Linked DNA regions of Mus musculus: region 1 is linked to region 2. Evidence: chromatin contacts called from public Hi-C data. All regions are on one chromosome and are shown on one strand. Each heading gives the region's core, a stretch centred on a gene start, on an enhancer-like site or on the middle of the called end of the contact. The rest is flanking DNA. Distances are from core to core; before and after follow the strand shown. Region 1 overlaps Babam2 (BRISC and BRCA1 A complex member 2). Region 2 overlaps Babam2 (BRISC and BRCA1 A complex member 2).

What was found. A called contact is a pair of places that touch in the nucleus more often than the background predicts.
Region 1: a contact with region 2 is called in a Hi-C map of uterus, with 2.7 times the contacts expected there. The contact joins two enhancer-like sites. A contact is called at or near these places in 9 of 484 Hi-C or Micro-C datasets (embryonic fibroblasts, muscle stem cells, nephron progenitors and 1 more), 3 of 115 datasets of contacts at active chromatin or transcription factors (CD8 T cells, fibro-adipogenic progenitors and heart atrium) and 2 of 9 other capture datasets (adipose tissue and liver).

What each region holds. Positions count from the first base shown.
Region 1 is chr5:32,063,196-32,069,190 of GRCm38.p6, reverse strand. All of the region lies in intron 11 of Babam2 (BRISC and BRCA1 A complex member 2), which reads right to left. Among named protein-coding and RNA genes, the nearest start is that of Gm40277, 24 kb to the left of the region's middle. Within about 2 kb of position 4,235, at least 23 of the 459 cell types and tissues checked have an H3K27ac peak or open chromatin away from gene starts, as enhancers often do. A contact at or near this core is called in uterus, where this site is marked.
Region 2 is chr5:31,860,144-31,865,906 of GRCm38.p6, reverse strand. The region is part of intron 6 of Babam2 (BRISC and BRCA1 A complex member 2); the gene reads right to left. Among named protein-coding and RNA genes, the nearest start is that of Gm52770, 140 kb to the left of the region's middle. Within about 2 kb of position 2,811, at least 32 of the 459 cell types and tissues checked have an H3K27ac peak or open chromatin away from gene starts, as enhancers often do. A contact at or near this core is called in uterus, where this site is marked.

The DNA of each region.
Region 1 (5,995 bases), core at 2,986-5,485, 200 kb before region 2:
CCCCTGAATAATCACTAAGGGCCCAAAGCAGAAGACAGAAGAGATTCGGAACTGGGGCAGAGCGCCTCCTCCTGAACTGCCTTCTCTAGTCTCAGATTCTTGGTGCAGTGACCAGCCAGTCCATTAGCATCCCACATGGGGGATGAGGGTTGCTCTCTCAAATTCAGGAGGAACCCTGTAGAGGAGGCACTCATTGACTCTGAGGCTGGCTCTTCTTCAGTGAGATAAGTTACTAGGCCTCTGAGGCCTCTTCTACCAACTGTCTGCGAGAATGTTCTGAAAAGAAAAATCCTCCATGGAACTTTGAAGCCTGAGGCAGGCAGGTCTGAGCTGTGTTGTGTTTAGGGACACTGAGAGCTGGGAGGGATGTGCAGATCAGCATGTGACATTCCTCCTGCCTCTCCCACTCCCACTCCCACACAGTGGGGACTATCTGCACTGCTGGCTCTGCCCGAGGTCCTCTAGATAGAGCTTTTATTACCTGAGAGACAAGGAGAGTCGATCCTACTTTTAGATATGCAGGTTGCTCTAGCTAAGGACCTGGTTTGGATTGTCCTTCAGCACAGGAAGCCCTACTATGTTCAAGCTTTAGATAAACAGCATTTGACATTTTAGTGTCAATATGTCTTGCAAGGGGGATACTTTTATGAACTTATTTGTTACTTAGCAAAACTTTACTGTTTTTGCAGTAAGTGGCACTGTATCTAGCAACTCTATTTTCATGTGTGTGTATGTACATGTGAGTACACGTGTACATAGTGTGTGTATGTCCATGTGTGTACATAGTGTGTGCATGTACATGTGAGTGTGTACATATATGGATGTTCATGTGTATGGGTATGGTATATGAAGGGACTAGAATACAACCTTGGGTGTCATTCCTTAGGTGATGTACCCCTCTCCCCCCCCCCCCCACTTTGAGAAGGGGTTTCTCAATGGCCTGGAACTTATCAAGGAGATAGGTTGGCCAGCCAGCACATCACAGGGATCTACCTATTTCTGCCTCTCCTGTGCTACAAGCGTGTGCCACTCCATCTGGCTTTTTAGATGTGGGTTCTGAGGAACAAACTCATACAACCTGTAAAGCAGGCACTTTTCCAACTGGCAATCTTCAGTTCTATATACATGGCATTCTAACACCAGAGAACCAGAATAGGTTTGGAAAGCTCCAGGCTGGCAAGGTAAGGGTTAATGGGTCCAAGCCAATGGTTCCTTTACTGGGTCCTTGATGAAGAGCTTGACAAGAAGACATGATGCTCTCACCAACTTCATCGCCATTTCCAAGGCCATGAATGCTCTACTAGGATCTACTTGCCCACATTAAGGTGGACCTATATCAACCCATAAGTTTGTTAGGAAAACCCTACTGCATTCAGAAAAAAGATCAAGTGTCTCAGTGTGGCAGCAGCCACCACTAAACAACACTATGCCAGGCATTACAATAATGCCTGGGAGCTGGGGTTCTTTGAAATAGGGGTTCTGAGTTTCAACATTCTGAGAATAGCACCTCTCTCTCTCTCTCTCTCTCTCTCTCTCCCTCTCTCTCTCTGTATGTGTGTGTGTGTGTTAAATGTTAGGGTCTCCAGGGCTCTGCACATGTTTTGTATATAATTTCTTGCACATGTTTCCTATATATTTGCTGAATGGATTTGCCAACCCATAACATACAGTTATGTCCTGTTTCTCTCTGTTGGGCACCTGGCACTGCCTTTCATGGGACACAAAGAAATGAATTATTATTTTCCCCTCAGAGGTGACTTTGGATAAGGTTTACCTAGGCATCTCTTGACCTAACTTCTGCTTTCTTGCCTTCCATTTTCCACTGGGTTGACTAAGTGTCTGTGTGGAAGACAGGAGTCACTGGAATTTTTTCTCCACTTCTCGCTGTGCATCCCATCCTCTGATGATCTGGAGGTTACTGTGAAGGCCACGTTGCTTGAGGCCTGCCTGTCACTGTACCCTTACTCTTTTCTCTCATTCATAAGCCCTAATAATAAATTTAGCTATGCTTATTCATCTTGCTTAAAAGTCCTTGGGTCTTTAGACCCCCAGAAAGTTATTTCTGCTCAAGAATATCCTGGGCTCAACCCAAGGACATGAAGGCCTTCAGCCTCCTGGGTGAGCTGTTGAAGCAGAAGGCCACCCCAAGCCACTCCACATGCAAGCTTCCTCACTCCAGGCCCTGACTCCAATGTGCTGCTCCTGGGGCCACAGGCGGCAAGGGAAGTAGGAGGTCACACACAGCTTAGGTATTGTCTTGGACCAGTCTTCAGGTACACAGGGTTCTAATCTTTGTACTGTACGTCTTAACCAGGCTCTTCCAAGAAATGAAACTGATGTCCCAATTGCCAACTCTATGCCAGTCATTGCCACTGTGACAGTCAAAGTTTATCACATTTCTAGCTGATTTTTAAAGTCCCCCCCCCCCTCTCATGTCCTGAATCTGGTCTGGCTCTCAAGCACACTTTCTGGCTTGGTCAACCCAACCTAGCTCTGCTGCTGGCTATGACTTTTGTGGATCACTGAGGAAAGACAAGAGAGCTATTTGCCTAGTCACTCTTTTGCTTATTTCTATCAACTCCACTTCAGCAGGCATGAATCAGTTCTTGCCACCAGTGCTCCTTGTGCTGAATGATCCGATGACAGGCAAGAGAGAGTCTTGTTCCTGCAGAAGCAAGGCCTGTTGCTTGTCACAATAATCTGCACAGTATGAACAGTCCCCATTCTCTGACCATCCTCTGATGGTGCTTCCTCCTCCTCCTCCTCCTCTTCCTCCTCCAATCTCTGCCTTAATGAGAAGTGATAGAAACAAGAGTCTGAGCCCTCTTGCCTTGGCTGGCCTCCACATCACACATGACAGCCCTGAGCAGCCCTAGCGGCATGTGTCAGAAGCCAGCACACACACATCTGAACAGTCAAGCCTAATTCCCAGGAAGCTGTTTTAACTTGACATCTGAAAATGTATTGCATCTAGAGTGATTTTACAGGGTGTGTATTCGGGGCATATGCGTGCACATTCCACAGCCAAAGTGTTCTATAAATATCAGATGCAGGCTGTACAAACAGTATCACGTACACAGTGTCCTTAATTCTATAGAGTAAGATTTCAGTTTGTATCTGACCTCTGCTAACAGGGATGGATGTTTTTCAATACAGATAAAAAAAACTATGCCATGCTATCTTAAACATACTTTTCACTTAAAATTTCCATGAATCGATCACAGTTTAGTGATAACAGGTAGATACTTGCCTGATGCTTTCAGATGAGGGTACCAAGGCCCAGAAAATGGCATGCCCTTCCCAAGATCACACAGGCAGTTAAGAGTGGTACCTGGATGAGATCCAAGTCTCCTAACTCTCAGCTTTGCATTTTCTTTGGTTTCTTATATGTGTCTTCTTCCAATGGTTCAAAGGGAACTCTGATCCTATTAGTCAATGTACATTCCTCTTGGGTGTGTTATTTAAAAACCCCAATTCAGAACTTCTCTACCCTTTCTTTTTGTGTGTGTGTATATATATATATATATATATATATATATATATATATATATATATATATATATATATATATTTGTTTATTTTATATATATATATTTGTTTGTTTGTTTTTTTGGTTTTTGAGACAGGGTTTCTCTGTGCAGTCCTGGCTGTCCTGGAACTCACTCTGTAGTCCAGGCTGGCCTCGAACTCAGAAATCCACCTGCCTCTGCCTTCCAAGTGCTGGGATTAAAGGCGTGCTCCACCACTGCCCGGCTGTATATTTTTCTAAGAAAGAAAACATTGACTATATCTCACAAACAATCTGGCAACCTCACAAAGTGATGGAGAAGACTTTCCCCACGGCAGGGGCTGATATAACTAGATTTCATGCTTGAGCACTCAGTAGTCCCCACCATGACTTTCCTAGCAAAAACTGGACAATGGGCCAGATGCCTCCCACCTCTGGCTCTCCCCTGATAAGCCCAACTTAAGCCAGCATCTTGGCTTGTACGACTGAGGTTAAAACTATGGCCCAACCCTGTTTTCCACTGAGAAAGAGGGGTAGACAGAGAGCTCAAAACCACAAGAGCTACAGAGCTTTGGAAAAGCAGAAAGAAGCCTGAGAAAAGATGGGCCAAGGGGTCCTGCTGAGGGGACTTGCTCTGATTGGCTTTCCCAGCAAGAGGTAAGGCAGGGCAGCATTGCAAATGCTGGTGCCTGGTACAGTCAGGGCTGTGCAGGCTCCCAGGCCAGTGAGAGGCTAGTTCTGGGATGAAGCTGTATAAGCAGCTGACTGATGGCCAGGCTTTTTAATGGAGCTTATCATATCACAGCAACAGATGTCAGACTCTAATAAATAACACACTCTCTCTGACCTACGCAATTTGGAGAGGATGCCTGTTGTCAGGCAGAACTGGATTCCTCCCATCCCTGTTGCTCCCTCTTCTGTCAGTAAAAACAAACCATGTCCCTTGAAGATTCTCATTCCATGTTGTTTATCTCACCTTTCTTTCCATAGATAGCATCTACATTTTTAAATCATGAGGGAAAGCTCAGAGGGATGCAGGAGCTGCTTCACAGAGAAACCCAGGCAGGCAGGATGGCAGGCATTGGACAGCCTTCTCAAGTCCTGTCAGCTCAAGAGGACAGGGACCTACACTGTCCTCTCAGGGTGTTCAGACAGACCAAGGCCTGAGAATTTCCCTTTCTTCTCCCAAGGGGAGTTCAGTTGAGATGAGGTTGGGAGTTTTTAAAGGGAACTGGTCCTAGGAAATAGGGCAAAGCAAGAGACAAAAAAAGTTCACGAATCACTGCTGGGTTGAGTGTTGGTCCCAAGATCTGACCCCATGGGCCCTGGGACAAAGCTTCCTTGGAGTCTAGCATGGGCTGCTCTGCCTTCAGCCAGTGACTCCTCTTTCTGCCTTAGCTCCTCTGTCCCCTTTGTCCAGGGATCTTGGGATATGAGTAAGCAAAACTCACAGATCTCTTGCCTTCCTGATAGACTTTGTATCCTTAGATGTCAGACTGGAGTTCCAGGAGCACAGATATGAAGGGAAGAGATAGGACAAAACCATGGCCTAGAGAGAGTTATCTGGCCTCCACCAAGGTTTTCCCTAGAACTGAGTGTGATGAGAAGCACAGAGCCAGTGGGTTCCCAAGATGCCAGCTCACTAGGCACGGGGACAGGTGGGACCAAGGCTTTCTATAGCTTAGGCTCAATAGAAACAAGGCGCTAGCAAGGCACTCTTGGAGCTAACAACAGAGAACCAAGAGGGGTGGTCAACTTCTGGGGAAATAAACATACAAAGGAGTTTATACTGTAACCACTTGGATGTCATGCCATGGCCTCTGAGGAGGTCTCAGGCCATGCCTACCCTCCCTGCTATGAGGACCCAATTGGAACTAAGATTTCCAGATTGTAATACAAGAGTCCTAGGGGGCCCCCAGGGACCATGGAGAGGACTGGAGATTGAGATGTAAACTATGATGTCACATCTATGTCTATCTCTTGAATCAAGGAGTCAACCTATATTTAGAAGTTTTATTTAAAGGACAAATGCATAAGACTGGATTAGAGCATTTACTAATAAACACTTTGAAGGAAAAAAACCCAAACAACCCATAGTACATTTGAAAATATTAAAATATCAACAGTGAAAGTCAGTGAAATAATCCATAATATACAGTTAAAAAGGTATTTGCTAAAAAGAAAATGATTCTTTACAGACAACTGGATGTCAAACGATAAAAGAGTGTATAGTGAAACACAACCCATGGGAAGGCATGGACTGCTTTGGGAGGGTAAGAAAAACATCTCTTTCTGACCTTGAGGCAAGAAGGGAAATGGAAAATGGTTTGGGAAGGCTCATGATGAATTACTCCCATGTGTTGTCTAAGGAGCTATTTTTGAACTATCTTAGTGATTCCTTTTATATTATGACTTTATGTGTGACAAACCATTGAAGTAGGTACACTGGGGATTCAGCTCTATTCTAAGATCCTACTAGGCCTCTGC
Region 2 (5,763 bases), core at 1,562-4,061:
GCTTGTGCTCTCTCTCTCTCTCTCCCTTCCTCCCTCTCTCTTGCCCTCAACCCTCAACTCCTGTGCATATGCTTTTTATTTACATTTCAAATGTTTTCCCCTTTCCAGGTCTCCCCTCCGGAAACCCCTATCCCATCCCCCCTACCCCTGCCTTTATGAGGGTGCTCCCCCACCCACCCACTCCTGTCTTCCCACCCTGGCATTCCCCTACACTGGGGCATCGAACACCCTCAGGCCCAAGGGCTGCTCCTTCCACTGATGTCCAACAGGGCCATCTTCTGCCACATATGCGGCCTGACACAAGTCCCTCCATGTGTATTCCTTGGTTGGGTCCAGTCCACGGGAGCTCTAGGGGGTCTAGCCAGTTGATTGACACTGTTGCTCTCTCCATGGGGCTGCAAACCCACTCAGCTTCTTCAGTCTCTTCTCCAACTCCTCCATCAGGCACCCTGCACTCAGTCCAATGGTTGGCTGCAAGCATTCCACCTCTGTATTTGTCAGACTCTGGCAGAGCCTCTCAGGAGACAGCCATATCAGGCTTCCATCAGCAAGCAGTTCCTGGCTTTCAAAATAGAGTCTGGGTTTGGTGGCTGCAAATGGGATGGATCCCCAGGTGGGGCAGTCTATGGATGGCCTTTCCTTCAGTCTCTGCTCCACACTTTGATTCCATATTTCCCCCTGTGAGTATTTTGTTCACCCTTCTAAGAAGCAATGAAGTATCCACATTTTGGTCTTCCTTCTTCTTGGGCTTCATATGGTCTGTGAATTGAATCTTGGGTATTCTGAACTTTTGGGCTAATATCCACTGTGCAGCATATGCTTATCCACTCCTGTGGGTGTGTGTGTGTGTGTGTGTGTGTGTGTGTGTGTGTGTGTGTGTGTTTTAAAGATGGACCTTAACCACTGGAATGACCTACTAATGATGTTTGAGGATTTCTTAATGAACAAGGCAGCTACTTACCTGGCCTTGGTCTTTTAATAGTTAAAATCTCCATTATCAAGATATTTCCCTATTAATAAATTGGCTTAAATTGACATTAAAATTTTTTTGTGGGCTGGAGAAATGGCTTAGTGGATAAAATACTGACTGCACAAGTATGAGGACCTGAGTTCAAATCCCCAGAAGCCACATGATGCAGGGCATGGAAGCATACACTGTAACCCCTAGCATTCTCACATCAAGATGGGAGGCAGAAATAGGAAAATCCTCACGGGGCAGCTAGCCTACCTTAGGCAGAGATGAAGAACATAAGGGACTATGTCTCAAACAACAGAGAAGGCAGGACTGGTACCTGAGGCTGTCCTTCTACTTCTACAGGCCCACAGTGGCATGCACACATGCACGCCACAAATACACAGTAAAAGAGGATTTTGAAAATCAGTTTCATATTCTTGGCACAAAGAGATCAGGAAGTTGCTAAAGTATGAAGGCAAATGAGAGAAAAATCAAACAAAGGCAAACATTCATATTTTTTTCTAAGTTAGAAAGCAAATGAGTTGACTCTACAGATGTTGCTGAAGATAAATGACTCTATGAGAAAGAAGTGGAGACAACAGATTGAAGTCAAGACAGGGCATGGAGGTCCATGGGCCTGCCTGATGCCTGTCTGAGCAACTTTTGTAATGATTAACAAGAAGGGAGGGGAAACTCATCTTAAATGAGGTCCTCTATTGTTGCTTCTGAGTGGACGCTTTATTTCAGTTAAAGAGCAGAGTCATTAGGCTAGAAAGAAGATAAAGCCTTGGAAGCATATTTCATGCCTTCTCCTGGTGAATGTCCATCAGCCCCCAGAGGGACTCCCTGCCACGGGAGACTTAATACAGTTTCTAAACTTTGAAGCAAGGGTCCATATGCCCTCAAAAAGTTATACACACGAACTCGGACATCTGTAAAGTAAAAATTGTAAATTCTCCCAAGAAGCAGGCATGTTTACTTTGAAGTCTAAATTAACTCATTGTGGCTAATAAACAAATGATAACAAAATTCATGTAATCTGGAAGAAAAAAATTAAAAGAAGAATTATTTGTTTTTTGAAAGCCCAAGTCAAGCTTCCCTGCCCCTGAAGACTGTCAAATGTGTCGATACACTAGGTCACATGCAGACCAACATGTTCTTGGCCATGAGCTTCTCATACACATATTCAAAATTCTTTCTTCTATTTGTTAGGCTCTAAATTATATTTTTTTTTGTGCTTGGGCATATCCTGATTACAACTTACAGATGGACAAGTTCATCTGAAAATTGACTAATTAAAATATATTGATCATAAAATATGTACTGTTATCTTTTTCCCTTAACACATCTTAAAGCTAATCTTAGCTGAACACTTATAAGTACTTACCCCTGTACAGCACAAGACAAGAATATAATTCAATGAAACCTTTACAAAATGTCAGATTAATTACATTCTTTCACTGCAGATGGATTTAAGGAAATCATCTCTGAAAACAGTGCTTCATTTAAAGTAAAATAAAGACAAAATCGTCTGTGATAAGTCAATGTGTAGGAGATGCCAAAATATTAAAACAGACTTATATTAAAGATGCTTTGCTATGAGTTTTTAAAAATAAATATAATAAGTTTGTGACTCTTGTGAGACAACAGCCTAGACACACTAACATTTTTGCAATTGCACAATCAGGAGGATTAATGACATGACAGAAGAAAGAAACTATGCCATGTGGGGCAAAAAAAAACAAAAAAAAAAACAAAAAAAACCTCAAATTTCAGAAAGGTCATTAATACACAAGTCACATGTGTGCTACATATTCATCTAGTTAACAAGTACTTGCTGTCTGCAGTGCACAAGTACCCAAATCTATGTAAGTAAAACTCCAGCTGGGATAGGAGGGACAGACAGACAGACTTTACCTCTCCCACACAGGTCAGCATGACATTTCTCTAAAGTGACTTTTTATGAGGTTTTGAAATTCAGTGCCATAAAAGTCAGATGCATAAATCACTTCTAGAGAATACATTTATAATGCAGTGCTCATTGTGCAATGACTTCATGTTTCTGTGGACTTAAAAGATTTACTGTTACTGGAGTTAAACATTAACAGAGGCAAAATATTTATGTCTTTGCCCATTAAAGCTTAATATGAAGCTTAAAACAATTTACACTCATGTATTTGTTAACAAAACTCCAAGTAATATGCTGTCATCTCAAACTGAGATTTGTTGTTTATGACATCACCTACGCCATATCTGACACAAAAATGGCACTTTAGAGAGTATTCAAGTTAGGAAATGTGCAAAACAGAAAACTCTACCGTTGTGCAATAGGATTGCTAATGCTCTCCTGTTGCTGTTTCTGGGCTCTTACCTGCATTCTACAAGGACCATCTTCCTTCTGTGCTTTTAAAGCCTCAATAAAAAAGAACTCATTTCATTTGTTTCTCATAGTAAGTTATATAAAATGAAACTGGGAGTGCCTGGATACACACGCTTCTTTTAAGATAAACACTTAGATCGGACTGGGAAAGTATTAGAGATGGGACACTTAGCACTACCCTAAGTTCTTCTTTTATATGGTTTACTGAGAGACTATGAGATGGAGGAAGAGTCTCTGGCCAAACAATCATCAACTATGGCCTCTAAACTACTAGCTCAGCTCTGTCTGGGTCTACAACATGGCGGCCCAAATTCCTTCAGTGGATCAAACCTCTTATCTTACTTTCTCCAGCAACAAGCATCAATGTGAATAGCACATATATAAGGTACCAGCATTTCTATCCAAAATGAAGATACCAGGGCACACTTGTACGAGAAACACTGCTTTCCACATTGACTTACTCAGTTCCTTAGTTTCAGAAAGAACAAAAGGAAACGGATAACCAATTACTACTTCTGTTGCCTTCATTATCTATCTGTGTCATGGGCTGCGTGTGGGGTTTTGCTGTTCCTTTTCTAATTTTTCTCAATACAGCGTACTCAATAAATGCAGATCACTGAAGGATAAAATATAGGCATGCAAATGAAGAGTTGCATTTATTTCAAAGATGGCTACCTTTTAAGCCTGGGATAAAGACAAGCATTAGTCTTGTTACTTTGAAATTAAGCCAGACCTCATGGACACAATGCACATGTACAACATTCTGCTCACGAGAGCACACAGCAGCAAAGAGCAGCCATCACTCAGGGAGAGTGGAAACAATCTTCCAAGAAAGAGGGAGAGTGATTCTAGTTAGAACTGGAAATATAGGGAAAAATGGAAAACATTTAATAGTCGCTGAAGAAAATGTGCTAAAGAATCAGGTTTGTAAAGCCCAGACATAATAAGAGTCCCAAACAAAATGGGAACCACAAATTTTAGGGAAGCAAATTAGTATGTCTCTAAGGATTTCTTCCCATGTTCAACCGTCAGATTACAGAAAGGGGCAAAGCATGTGGTGTCAACCACAGTGAACAAGGTGGACAGTTAGGAGGGCTATGGGCGTGGGGCTGACGTACAGACTTGCTAGGCAGATGATCATGAGTGATAGGCTAAAGTCCAGAAGTGGCTCAAGATGTGGAAGTGTGGAAGAGGCACTGGTTTGAGACTTACTAAGCAGAGAAGAGTACTAGGGCTTCAGAAACAAGAGGGTTAGGAGAAGGTAGGCAGAAATGGGAGGGCAGAGAGCCAACGTGGAGATAGAGAGAAACTGGCAGGCTGGACCAATGATGAACCAGCATCGTATGTGTCATAAACTATGGAGAACAGCAGCAGAGGGTAGGGAGAAATTATGACCCAGGTACTGAGGACACATATGAAATGGAAACAAGCCCTGGACTGATGGAATTAGCAAGGTTTCTAGAGGAGAGTGATGCAGGCAGTCAAAGGAATAGGATTTTGTATTTTCACAGTGAGTCAGCAAAACTGAGAGAAGGTGAAGCCAGTTTCCACATAGGACCAGAGCTGAACTACATAAAGGAGTCAAGGAGTCAAGGAAAGAGCTAGGGAACATGTCTCCAAATGAGAACCCTACACTACTTCTAGCTGCTGCTGGGTTGACCAGATTACTGAAGGACAGAATTAACTAATAAAGTACCCTATATGCCAAAAACCAAACCAAACCAAACCAAAAAAAACAACCAACCAGAGAATGCACCAACTATTATCATCTGGAGATTTATCATCATTCTTCCTCAAAGATACAATTTGACCTAGGTATTACATTCATTTCAAATAAGATATACAGACAGAAACAAGCAACTTGCCCAAGGTCTGGGTTGGGGCAAAGCTGACAGTGGAACTAAAGTGTAACCTGATATCTTTCCTGTTCTCAACCACTAACAGAACTCAGATGACATCAAGCATTCCCTCTTCTACTACGTCTGCTTTTAATAAAAATCATAAATCATTTAGTTATGTGATGTCAATTTCAACCACATCAGAGAACAACCACCCCACATTTCCTTGCATTATGATAAGAATGCAATTGTGCCTTCCTAGAAATGCTACACTGGTAACTTCTAGGTGAGAAACAGAACATGCTAAAAACACAACTGTGCTTGACTTTCAAGTTACCGACAACCTGGTGAATGGGCTGTTTTGTTTTCCCCACAGCAATATTCAAGATCACATCTTAGACTCTGGGTTTCTGTTATTTTGTCTCAATGTTTCCTTGCTTTCAATGAATATAAACAATTTCAGGTTGGCTCAGTTTTATTACAATTGATCATTACAAATAAAAACATCTTTGGAACATCTGAGAAAATATCCCTGTGCTGTTCAGGTTGCTAGGTCATTTCCATATCCAGACTATAACTTGGTCTTGGTC